Regions from separate parts of the Mus musculus genome. Here region 2 is linked to region 1. A link is a contact called in public Hi-C data. All regions are on one chromosome and are shown on one strand. The core of a region is the stretch at or near the end of the contact, and the rest is flanking DNA. Distances in the headings are between cores, read along the strand shown. Region 1 holds the start of Gm40167 (a long non-coding RNA gene). Region 2 overlaps Prkacb (protein kinase, cAMP dependent, catalytic, beta).

Region 1 (6,414 bases), core at 2,878-5,377:
GGATGGTTGTTTGCATAGAGGGAGGGATGGGTTGGGATGATGGAATGAGGGAATGGTTGAATGGATGGATTGGAGGGAGGGAGGGATGGCTGGCTGAAGTGACAGGCAGAGAAGGTAAGGAGTGTGAAAGTGCCAACTATGTGGCACAGAACACTGGTGACAGATCTTCATCATTCTTCCTTGTACATGTCAAATACTGACGAAGTACCTGCTGTGTGTGAGTCACAGTCACAGTCACAGACAGGGGCGTACAACAGTGAGTAAAACCGTATTGCCCTCATGATGTTTACTGTCAGTGATGGAAACAGATACGAACTGCAACTGATCCCAATTTTAGGAAGTATTATGTATATAAAATGAGGTGTGGATTTAGTGTCGTCAGGGTCGAGAGAGTGTAAGTACTGCAGGTTGGATGAAAAGGTGTCCTGGATGTTGGTGTAAGAATGAAAGGACAAAGGACAAACTTGATCCTGATTCGATCCCAAGGCCAGGGCCAAGAAACAAAATCCCACCAATCCCTGCCTGGGCTTTCCACAGAAACCCACCAATCATTAAACACTAAAACCCACCAGTCCCTGGACAGGAAAACCCACCAATCCTGAGCTCACCCAAGCTCAGGAATTGAAATCTCACCAATCCTCATTCTGGAAACCTTCACCCAGGAAAGCTCCACCCCCACCCCAAATCCTATATATAAATCCTGTGCTCTGCCTAGTTCCCTGCTGTTTCTCTCCCAAGCAGAGGCAGTCTCCCTCCTGGGTTTTTCCCTCCCGACAATCTCTTGTGTGAGGTTTGTTGTACAGCGTGGCTTTATGCTTTATGGTATTCCTTTATGGTGTCTCCGAACTGCTAGGATACCTCTCAGAGCAGAACTTGGATAAGGGAATCCTTCGCCTGCAACTGAAGGAGAGCTGGGACACTTCTATAGGGAAGCCTTTCTGTTCGGAGCCAGGGCACTTAGAGTTGGGAACCAAGAATACCACCAAGTGGCAGGGGGCAACAACCCTCACATAAGAGAGTTGTTGGGAGGGAGAACCCCAGGAGGGAGGCAACCTCTGCTTGGGAGAGAAGCAGCAGACTGCAGTAGACAGGGGTTGTACAGGATTGCTTAGGGGCAGGGCTTTCCAGGGTGGGGAGTGGCAAGAGTTCTAGTTTGACGCTTGGGCCTTTTACTGTATAGGGCAGGAGCTGGGGCTGGCCATTAGGACAGTTAATGTCTGTAAGTGGAACCTGGTGGGTCATGGTCTTCGGGGGAGGGGCCTGGCCACTTATGTGCCTCAAGGGACTTACTGAGATGCAGTCGAAATGTCAGGACTATGCAGAGTGTCATGAAGTTGACTGTGGAGTTTCATCTCCGGAATGGGAGCTTCTCCCGAGGGATGGCAGAGATCCTTCCACTGAGAGCAGGGTGGCACTGTTCCTGATCACACCGTGTTACTGAAAGAGAGAAAGAACACAGGGCTTTCTTGCTCCACACCCTCCCTACAAGCACGGACATCTCCACCATCTCGTCATCCAGACAGCCCAGCTCCTCCTCCGAGCGCCCCAGGCTTCCATGGATCAGTAGTACATCTTGGATGTAGATCCCACCACATTCCCCAAACCTTCCTTCCCAGCAGCCGTCTCAGCTTCCAGTTAGTCTTGAGCTTGCGGCCACTCCTCCCCTCTCCTGCTGCAGGATTTCTCCAACCACACATCACAGTCCATTAGTGAGCGGGTCAGGCCATCAATACAGTGGACGTGAGAAGCCTTTTACAACAGGGCAGACTAGACTGGAAGCTGTTGGATCACACTGTGTGTACGTCTTCAGCGTGAAGGGTGATAGTGGCAGCCCTGTTATGTGAACCTTCTCTCACCCTGGAGACAAGCTCCCTTACCATGGTACATCTGTGGCAATGCTGAACGTTCCTAGAATTGAGAAGATCTCTGTTAAGCTCAGATTTTCTCTGAAGCCCAAGAAGGTGTAAATCACTGACACTATTTGAAATGTAGTTTTGTTCTAAGCATAAATTTATTTCTCAAATAGGAATATTGCCTGGTATCACATCAAAATGGTCCCAATTATTCTTCCAGTTTAAGTACGCACAGATCTTCCCATAGCTAGCAAAAAAATCGGGGAGGGGAGGGGGGCTTGATGGCAACACTCTGAGGAATATGACCCATGAGGCAAACATACAAGGCAAAGAAAGTCATGAAGTATTTGTGCCAGAGAACCACCTAGAACCTCCCAGAGCTCAGAGCTTTTTGACGTACTTCCAGCTATGCCACACTATTAGGAGTCTGTAAACTCTGCTTCTGACACAGATTCAACTAGGATCCAGTGAGGTCCTACTTTGCATGATGTAGGGTTTATCGTTTGTGTTGGGGACATCGTGGGTGGGGGGTGATTCTCCTGAGGAGGCATCAAAGAAATATTTTTTTCTCAGAAATAAGAAGGTTGCAGACTGGCCAAGAAAGATTCTGGTGGATCCATCTTGGTGAAGTAAGCAAGATCACTCTGATTACCTACAGCAGCATGGGCTGATGGTGAGCGGCTGGACCACACAGCTCCAAGCCCTGCCTAGCTCCCGCTGTCTATGGCTCCAAGTCTAAAGCAGAACTCAGACAAAGCCGGGTGCAGCTCTCCCTAGTGTTAAAGCATAGTGGGTGGCCATAGGCTCCAGGGATGGAAGGAAGGAGCAGATGAAAGCCAACTTCAGAAGTTCTGTGTCCATGAGAGCTGCCCCACCCTAGCACATACCGGGAATGCTTGGCCAATGCTGATCAAACGTGGGAAGAATGGTCTATCTCACTTCAGCATGGCACAAAGGACAGCTTAGTGGTATCTTGTTGCAAGATGAACCCAGGATTCTAGGGACTACACCATGCCCCAAATGCTCATCTCTCGAGAAAAACTGGCGACGCTGTGGAAATTTGGGGAGAGTCGTGTAACCCAAGGTTTATCATTTACTAGGTAACGCCTGCTTTTCCCCCAGGGGCAAAGGGAGACGATGCCTGTTTGTTTATTTAAGGTGTTCTGTTTTGTTTTGAGACAGGATCTCGTGTAGCCCAGGCTGGCTTCAAACTTTCTATGTAGCTGAGAATGACCTTGAACCTCTGACCCTCCTGCCTCCAACCCCTCACTGGAAGGTACTGGGTATCCCGTGACAAACGCGCCTGCTTTCTGCCACAGAGCAGCTGAGTCATCATCATCAAGCCCTTAGCAAGTCAACAGCTGGGGATGGATTATGGAGAGCCACACATCTAGAGAAAAAGAATGAGCCCAGCCCTCCCTAGACCAACAAAAGCATTTCGGTAGCCGTGTGGCTGAGCCAGCGGGGCAAGGGATCACTGGTTGTTACAAAGTGGTTGCTTTTCTTATCAAATCCAAAGCCCTCCTGCAGGTAGGAAGGTCTGTGGGTGCTGACCTGGTGGTCCAATGTTTACCAGGCATGAAGGAGGTTCCTGGAGTTGATGCCCAGCACTGGAAAAAACAGGTAAGGAAGAATGGAGGTGAAGCTGGCAAGTGTGACACGCCCCTCTCCCGAGAGAGAGAGCAGGGTGAGAGCCTGAAGGGAGGGACATCTTTATACTACCAATGACAGCTGTCAGGCAGCACCAACGGAGAAGCTGGTGAAGCTGGTTCAGTCTAACAATTATCTGTCTCTCTATCAGATTGCTAGATACTTGATCAGTTCAAGACAGACCAGCATGGATTTTCAAAAGCTGTGACTCCTGCCTTACAGCCACTCACAAAAGGAAGTGACCTCATGGGCTGCCCGCGGGTGCCGCCACCCACAGAATGAACAGCACTTGCTGTGGGTCACAGCCGGGACTGAAGTCCAGGAAAGTTGCTAGACCCTGGGCTCCTTTAGTGACTTGCTGTGATAAAACCATTCTGACAAAGCAACTTAAAGGAGAGGGGTTCAGGCCAGCTGCCCAGGCTATAGTCCACCATGGCAGGAAGTTCCGGCTGCAGGAGCCTGAGAGACCTGCTCACATCACATCCAGTCACAAGAGAGCGACGAATGCGCCAGTCTTAGTGCTGAGCTCATTTCGTCCACTTAGGCAGTCCCATGCCAGTCACAACTAAAGTGCATCTTCCCACACTGCTTAAAGAATCAAGACATTGCCCCAAGCACATGCTCAGAGCCCCTGATCATCACACAGACCAAGCCAACCCTTCTTGAATTCTGTCATCCACTGCTAGCCTATGATATGGCCTTTCCAAGGTTCTTAAATCTTTCTGTAGGAGGGTCAGAGAACAGTGTGGTTCAAATGCTGGATCTTACATCCCTGAGCTTGGTCGTACGTTCAACATCCCTGGATTTCCCCACAAAAGAGTTGACCTTGAAATGACCCACTCTGTGCCATCTCCTCGAGTCTGCATCAGTCCAGATATAGACCGGTCACTGTCAGAGCTAGTCTCAGCACAGGAAGCAACCTGACTCATCTTCCACAGGATAATTCCAGCCCATGGCCTGTGGGTCACATGGAGCCCAGAAGAGCTATCAATACAGTCCAACCCAAAGTCATAAAGTGACTTAAAGTATTACAAATTTGGGGGCAATATTTTAGGTTTTTTTTTTTTTTTGTTATTTTTGGGTTTTGTTTTTATTCAATTCTGATTCTTAAGCATGAATGGTCACAATGTCAAAATGTGAACGAGCAAACCACCATTTTGAATCCCCAGTAGACAGATTCTTGGCAGAGAAGGAGGCAATCCGGCCCCTCTGTCTCATGCATGGACATTGTCTATTTCCCCTTTAATGCCTAGAATTGACTCTGTAAATATTCTAAGAATAAAACCAATATGACTAAGCAGAATCTGGGCCTGTATGACCGTAGCTTTGGCCACAACTGTAATCAACTTACAAGTATTTATTATTCTTATTCAGTAAAGTTATAACATTCTTATTTTGAAACCTAAACTGGCTGAATAAAATCTCAGGCTGTTGCTGGGCATAGTGGCACACACCTTTAATCCCAGCACAGCCCCAGGAGGAATCGATCACTCTCCTTATCCTTGATATTGGCAATACTCTAAAATAAGAAAAGGGCTCCCTTCTGGTGTTTCTGCTTGAGCTAGGCTGCTTGTGGGTCCACCCAGGGCAATCTCTCTCTCTCTCTCTCTCTCTCTCTCTCTCTCTCTCTCTCTCTCTCTCTCTCTCTCCTGGTGCTGTGGATGAAAATCAGGGTCTTGTACATAATACGTAAGTGTTATATCACCTAGATACACTACACACCCAGGTGTCCCAGGGGCTTATCCCCTAAGGGACCCAATTACTGTTTGTTTTAACCAGTTGCTTGGTTCTTTGTGCAGACTACAAAATAGAATCACCTAGAGAGCTATTAAGGTCTGATGTCAGCACAGGACTTCCTGTATGTTGATCTGTTGATCTTCCATAGAGCTTTTTTGTTTTGTTTTTGTTTTTTTATGCTTCTGTTGTTTTTTTGCATTGTTGGGGCTGGGACCCAGGGCTTCTCACATGCTAGGTAAAGTGCTGTATTCTAGACCATGGTAGATATTTTTCAGAGTTATTCAAATTATCCAGATGTGTAGACAAACCTGGACTCAGTTTTTATATTCCCATCCTTATGGCTACCCACTAGCAGATGATGTTTCTGCACCCCAGGCTCCTGGGCTGTAAAATGGTGATAATAATACAATTTCTCCATGATTTACAATAATACATATTTTATTATCACACAGCAACAAAGCCTGGAATGCAGTGGGTGCTCAAAATGGCTGCCACCATTGTTATTGATATGTTAGACCTGCGTGTGAAGTATCCACTGGACAGATTTGGATGGGAGTGGGGGGTGGGGAACTGGGGAGGCCTGAAACAGCTTTTGCATGAATCTTGTAAACCTTCCAATGATGTCTCTGAGCATGAGTTGCAAAGCTGAAGGCATCAAAAGGATGACTAATCCATTGGAGCTTCCTCTTGGCGTAAGCCACTTTGTGCATTGTAATAATGCCCCAGTAATTGCAATGTGCCTGCTGACACCTGCTGGAACCACAGGGAACTGCACTTCCCTTCTAGGCCCTCAATCCGCCTCTCTGGGGTAGGGTTTCCTGTTTCTAAAGGTCTCGGGATGTTGATAGTCCGGGCTGCATCCCTCTAATGGCTTAGTGGTGAAGCACAAACTTAGGTGTCACCTCTTGCTGTCTCTCCCTTTATACCTAGCTTTTCATGGGTCCGAGGCTGGACTCTTTTGGAGGAAGCATTTTCTGCTCTGTAGTTGTCCTCTTTGGGGTCAGCTAATATGACCCCAAAACGCAGTGTCCGGATCCTTCGGCCTGAGGTTTACCAAGCCTGATGGGGGATCGGGGCTGTGTTGTTCCTTGGCCCTTGCCAGCCTCAGCTGAAGGTCTGATGGTTCTAGGTGCACTTAGTCTCTAGAATCATTCACTGGTCGATCTTCCCTTCA
Region 2 (6,414 bases), core at 1,207-3,706, 400 kb after region 1:
GGATTTTTCCAGTTTTTTTTTTTTTAATAATTCCAAATGAGCATCGAGATCCTGGTGAGGAGGCAGCCACAGAATTCATGTTCTGTAGACGATGCACGGTCACAGCCTGGAGGAACTGCAAACACTCTCATCAGGGCGCCTGACTCTGATCACACTGTCCCATGAAGTCACCTGAGCAATTCTCCACTTAGGGTGAGACGTCAATATACAAACGGATTTCCGACTGGACCAGTTTTGATTGGGGTTTTCAGACTGAGAGACTAGAGCTACACAGACAGGATTTCCGGCACCCACGACTACTCACACAGTTAGCCACACTGTTTCTTTTGGCAGGAGCCTAAGCTTAGCTCACAGCCACTGATTCTAGGGGATACAAACAGGCCCCTCCCCTCCTTCATGAGTGATGTACACACCTGTAAAGGCAGAGCTGTCAGCTCACTTCAAGCCTTTTAGATAGAACCAACTTTCTCCTTCAAACCAAACCAAACGACCAACCAGCCAACCAACCAACCCACCCATCAAACACTGACAGTTGAGGCAAGATGTGTGAAGCTATTTCAGTGTCTGCCAAATGCATCCATGCCATGGGATCCAATCCTACCTGGATGTAACCCTGGTGGTCAATTAAGAGGTTTTCCGGCTTGAGATCTCTGTAGATGAGGTCGAGGGAATGAAGGTACTCAAATGTTAGCACAATCTGGGCTGCATAGAAACGGGCGTGGGGCTCACTGGAAAAGAGAAAGCAGTTTCCTGTAGAAACGGGTGAAGAATGCTCGCTCGTGGATTATACACTAAATGCAAACGGAGTGGATGCATTTGGGGAGAGGGTTTCCTTATTCAAATATTGGTGAAAAATTTGTCATTTTCCAAACATCTATTGCCTTCAAATAACACATCTTATTGCAAGTTATCATTGCCCAAACTGGGAGCTGGTGATGCCATTGTAAATACAGCTGCCCTTGAGAGGATGGTCTAGAAGAGCCCCCACCGCAGTTCCCAGGTCCCAGGCTCCACTCACTTTCCTACCACAGCTCAGGGGTTTAAGGAGTTTCATTATACAGAACTGCTTAGCTGCATTCATCTGAAGATCAACACTGTCCCCTATTCACTGACTGGCACACACTCGGCATCATATAAAATCCTGGTAAGAACACACACAATCCCATCTAGAACTATACAGGCAATCTTGTCACTCAAGTTTCCTAATCTCCAACCGGGCACGTTTATAGTCACATAGACACAATCTGTACCTAAGTCATATATCTAGAAACTCTGACATTAGTGCAATTTTCATGCTATAACCTTAGAATTATTTGAAAATGGTATACCAAATTTCTAATTGGAATTTGTAGTTAATTTTCAAAAACATTCATTGAGTGTTTGCTAATCTGTCTGATAATTTTTTATGATTTTCAGACTTGTGTCTTTAATAAACAACCTCAATTACTGATAGAATTTCAAGGGATGGCAGCAGAATCAGAGATACCTAAGAGGACGTGGACACCTGCTGCTCTTTGTGCCCATCAGCATAGCCCACAGGTCCTTCCTTGCCACACTCACTTCAGGTGCCCAAGAAAAACTGGCTAATTTTTGGAACAAGCAGAGGTATTTTACATTGCCTCTCCAGTTTCAGCCAGGTCCCAACAAGAAAATAAAGAATGAGGGGGGCTCTGGAGTAGATATTGGGGGACTCCTCCCTGGTTTGGGGCATGAAGCCCTGAGAATTTGATCTGGAAGACCCCATTATATCTTCTCTCCTCATCTGTAACTATGAGGTCTGCTTGGTGTCGCCTTTATTTGTTTATTCAACCTAATGCTTGTGTGAAGAAATACAGAGAATGTACCAATCCAGTAATCAAAATGTTGAAATGCAAGAACATATTCTAAATGCAATGCATTAAAGCAGCTTTAAGTGAAGAACCAGTCTAAGTCAAGACTCAAATGACTGACTAGACTGATAAAAGTCACACTGAGCCATTACTTAAGTCCCCTTGTAAGAAAATGCAGTGCTTAGGGTTCACATACAGCAAATGAGAGCTCAGGGATCATTCTAGTCAGCTTGCTTTTCTTACGGCTGCAGGTGGGGCAGCCTCACAGGAAAGAGACAAGGGCTTACAGAAAAGGACAGGTTTGGGCGTGGCATTTCAGTGTAAGCACAGAAGGACAACAGGGACAAGGGCATGGTTGCAATACTTTAAGTATATAGGGCTTCCTTAGAGTCACAGAACAAAGAACGGAGCAGAACCACAGACAGGGTGATTGGAAAGAGGTGAAGACAGGACGTAAAAGAAGATCATCAATGTCAAAGAGAAGCCACATTTCACTACAGTCTCCATGCACTAGGTTTCCCTTGCACTAAAGGTCAATGAATGCATCTTGGCTTAGGCTCAGGCAGCTCACATAACAAATGGCTGCTTCTGTGTTATTCTCTTGTGATGACACAACTCTACGATCTATGAGTCAGTCATCAGTCCACGGAAACTCACACTTCCGTTTAACTGAATTCTGAATACTGAGTGAAACTTATTCTGGTCTTAATCTTAAGATACATTTTATAAATGATTACTAATTAACAGTTGTCGCTATGAACCTTGTACATAGATAAAAATTGAAGCATGTTAGTAAAAACTTGGCACATTACTAATTATATATGTAAATATAATTGTGTATGCAATTTGTATATACATTTAAGGAACTCCACATGAGAAAAGCTTTAATATAAGTCTAAAAAGACTTTATAACACAACCTCATCCATCACCATGATCACTATTACTTTTATGTCTTCTTCCTCATATTCGCTCAATCAAATTTGTTATAAATGCCCACTAAGTATTATTAGGAGTCACATAGCATGTGTTGTTATATATCTCAAATACTATTATTTTTTTTCAAAACATGTTGGTTTTTTAAATTTAAATTTTTTATTTTTAGAAATTCTTCAAATCAGGTCACACTACTTACCAGTGGAAGAATATTTAAATTAGTTTCATGGTGCTCTCATTTGAAATGTAAAGCTCATATCTGTCATAGCTTCCTATTGCTGTGCTCACCTAGTACTTCCTATGGATAAAATGAGTTAATTGACTCAGATGTGTTTTGGCTTAAAGTAAATGCAAGCATGGGAAGACTCAGGAGGAGGACGTGCGCGCGCGCGTGCGTTACCTGAACCTTCCAATTCTTCTCAGATGTGAGAACATCTCTCCCCCAGGGACGTATTCCATAACCATGTATAAATTAGAATTATCCTATGAACAAATAACAAGTACCAATTATAAAACATTTTAAGATGACAGCATGTTCAATTAGAAAGGGCAAAGTCAAAATCCATTTAACAGATCAATAGAAATGAGTGGGAGAGACACGAAATAAAAAGTGCTCTAGTTTTCCACACTCATCTCGACCCCCTTAGTATTCCAGCCACAAAGAAACCTGAGACTTTTGCTGTTCCTCTTCTTGAAGGGGACATTTAATTCAGAATAATGAAATATTACAACAATGACATACTAGCACAGCATATGCAAAGAAATAATAACATTGAAAACAATTTGGAAAAGCTAATAAGACTATTGACATTTTCTGTTTGAAAGCTGGATGGCTGTCTATGTTAAGGACTAGGCAGGAGCAAGGTGCCGCCTGTGCTCAGCAGTCCTGAGAAGCGTCACTCCACAGAACCAGGGCAGCGCGGATTTGAAGGATCCACCTCCACTTTAGCTGACTTAGCAACAGTGGCACAGAGGTCGTTCTCCTGGTTAGCAAAGCAACAGCAACAATAAAGCCACAAAAGCCCAGAGTACAAATCAGTACACGAAGGAAAATCTCCAGGCCGTCACAGGAAGGGTTTACGCTCTGCAGAACATGCGTAGCATCTTCATTTGAATGAGCATAAGACTGACTAGGAAGATGTCCACCCGTGCATCACTGATCCAGAAAGAAGCAGGACTCCCTCAACGTTGCCCCAGCTCACAAGCACAACGGGCTGATCACACACAATCCAGGGCTTAGAGTGTTTGCTCACGTCCACTCTCTAGTTTTATCATTTCACCAGGCTTCTCCTACTGTTTCACGTGCCAAAAGCATATCTGGGTGGAAATACCTTCATTAGGTATTTCCTAATGGGGCAACTGACCTTAAAAGAGTACTCCAGCCGCACAAGGAACGGGAACTCCACGGCCTGCAGGATTCTCTTCTCATTCAGAGTGTGCTCTATTTGCTTCAGCTTAACAACCTGCAAGGGGAAGACACAGACGTCAGTGTATTTCAACAAATTTAAATGTTGTTATCATTTCAAAGAAAAATATCTTGCATGTAATAATCACAACGGATGAACAGGATTACTAGACCTCAATAAAGAAAATAGTAACAACCAGGGTGGTAAGAGTCAAGTTTGCAGCCTAGCAGAGTCCCAGCCTCTATCTTCTGGGCAGGTATGCTCCAGCTGTGCTGAAGTGTGTCTACTATCCCAACACACGGGAGGAAGACTCAGGAAGAGTACCATAAATTCAAGGCTAGTTTAGGCTATGTAGTGAGATACCGTCCCAAAACAAAACAAAACAAAACACAGTCAACTGTAAATCAAGTTAAAAACAAGGGTTAAATAGGAACAAAAAGCAGACCCATTACTTTAAAAGGTACTATTTGAAAAATATTTGCTGCTAACAACATGATCAAATCATTATCTCAGTAAGTAGCAGAAAATTAAAGATCAAAGAAGTCAACTATATTCACATGAGATATAATATGATTAAGATAGACATTAATTCAAAATATATAAACTGGTAAGGCATATATGCTTAGCCACTTTTTAATGTAAAAGTTTAAATAATTAGCTACTTAAACTGAATTGACTTTCAATTGTGCTTATCTACTATATATACACCATCAACAATGACACTGAAGGGACAGGTTAAGAAGTGTCTGCCTTCATGCTGCAGAGGATTTACCTGTAAATAGCAATCCATGAGCGGCCGGCAAATGACAGCCATGATTTCATAAGCTGTCAGCAGAGAAACTGCTTACTTGAGGCTGAGGACAGAATCTTCATTTCTAAAATTATGATGCTTTAAAATGTCATGGTATATGACACAAGTCACGTGGTTAATTTACTGCCTGACACACAGTAAAGCTCAAAAAAAAAGTCAGCTGTTACTACAACTTATTTAAAAAAAACAATAAGAGCTGAGATGACTTTAAAAGCTAGTTATCAGGAGAGCTGGAAGAAAAGCTGGGTTCAGGTTACCCCTAGAACCAGTCCCAGGAGGGAAAACACGCGGAGACAAGCAAGAATGATGATTTCTTTTAGCGATGGATGCTTAAGGATAGACGGTGCTTCTGAAAACGTGGTAAAGAACGTGTCAGAGAAAACTTTAGATAAAGTTCCTATATTAGCTTCAAAATTCATATATGGGCCACACAGCATCCCCTTCCCCTCAGAAAATCGTGTATCCTTTCAATCAGAGAAGTAGCCACAGAGAGCACGTATGACGGCATGAGGTGAGAGACTCCTGTGTAGTTTGGGAGACAATTATGACAGGCTAGGAAGTAGGGGAAGCTAGAGCTCAACTCGGACTTAATAAACTTAATAAATGTCACAGGCTTTCAGATGAGTCAAAGAAATGCTATGGTAGAGTAAAAAATCTGTGTCAGAGAGGAAGGAAATACAAGAAAGAAGTCTAGAGCTTGCAAATCATGGTGTTGCTATAAAAAAACTAGCTGACATTGACTGGGCATCAAACAAGGAAGACTCTTGGAGATAAAGTACATTTTAAAGAGACAATGAAGAGGAGTACGGCATGAAATCGGATAAACCTCGGCCAGCATCCTAGTCTACCTTACTAGCTGTCAGACACTGGGAAATAATGTCGCGCAGTGGTTAGCTTAGAAAAGGGACAACAATACCACATGCAACTGTGAAGACTTACTGATACAACTGGCACATGCTTGTTACATGTGTGTATATATGCAGACATGTGTGAATATTTGCACATGTGTACATATGCTTGCCTGTGCTCCTGTGTGTGTGTGTGTGTGTGTGTATGCTAGCAGTATCTGACGCACTGTAGAAAGAAGTAATGTGACTGCCTCAATTTCTGTACTGATTTTAATCCCATGGACTCTAAGGCCAGAGAAGCTAAGCATAGCTAACTGAATGATTTTTATGATCTTACTGACAAAAAGGGTTATTATAGCTTGTTATTTTATTACTTATCTCAAGCAAATTAAATAAACAAAAATCCAAATATAAAAGTTTTCACAGTGATTTATGCCAAGACACAGTGTATTGCAGTAACAGAAATGACATCAACTTGCAGTTACTTTTCTGCAAACTCCCATGCCCATGCCCATGACTTATCCACGAGGTGAGGCAGCCACCTTAGTAATTACTTCACAGGTTCTAAAGGACGAAAAGGAGAAGC

The links. Hi-C and Micro-C count contacts between places; a contact is called where the count stands out from the background.
Region 2: a contact with region 1 is called in a Hi-C map of bone marrow-derived macrophages, with 19 read pairs. The contact joins two enhancer-like sites. A contact is called at or near these places in 7 of 484 Hi-C or Micro-C datasets (B cells, bone marrow-derived macrophages, cerebral cortex and 3 more), 9 of 115 datasets of contacts at active chromatin or transcription factors (bone marrow-derived macrophages, embryonic basal ganglia, embryonic forebrain and 6 more) and 3 of 9 other capture datasets (adipose tissue, embryonic stem cells and pancreatic islet).

The regions. Positions count from the first base shown.
Region 1 is chr3:146,346,409-146,352,822 of GRCm38.p6, forward strand. It overlaps Gm40167 (a long non-coding RNA gene), which reads left to right and starts at 26. Exons shown (of 2, transcript XR_867699.1): 1 at 26-3,476; 2 at 3,655-4,806. Within about 2 kb of position 4,128, at least 10 of the 459 cell types and tissues checked have an H3K27ac peak or open chromatin away from gene starts, as enhancers often do. A contact at or near this core is called in bone marrow-derived macrophages, where this site is marked.
Region 2 is chr3:146,747,320-146,753,733 of GRCm38.p6, forward strand. It overlaps Prkacb (protein kinase, cAMP dependent, catalytic, beta), which reads right to left. Exons shown (of 10, transcript NM_011100.4): 4 at 4,128-4,226; 5 at 3,164-3,246; 6 at 602-728. Among named protein-coding and RNA genes, the nearest start is that of Prkacb, 62 kb to the right of the region's middle. Within about 2 kb of position 2,457, at least 8 of the 459 cell types and tissues checked have an H3K27ac peak or open chromatin away from gene starts, as enhancers often do. A contact at or near this core is called in bone marrow-derived macrophages, where this site is marked.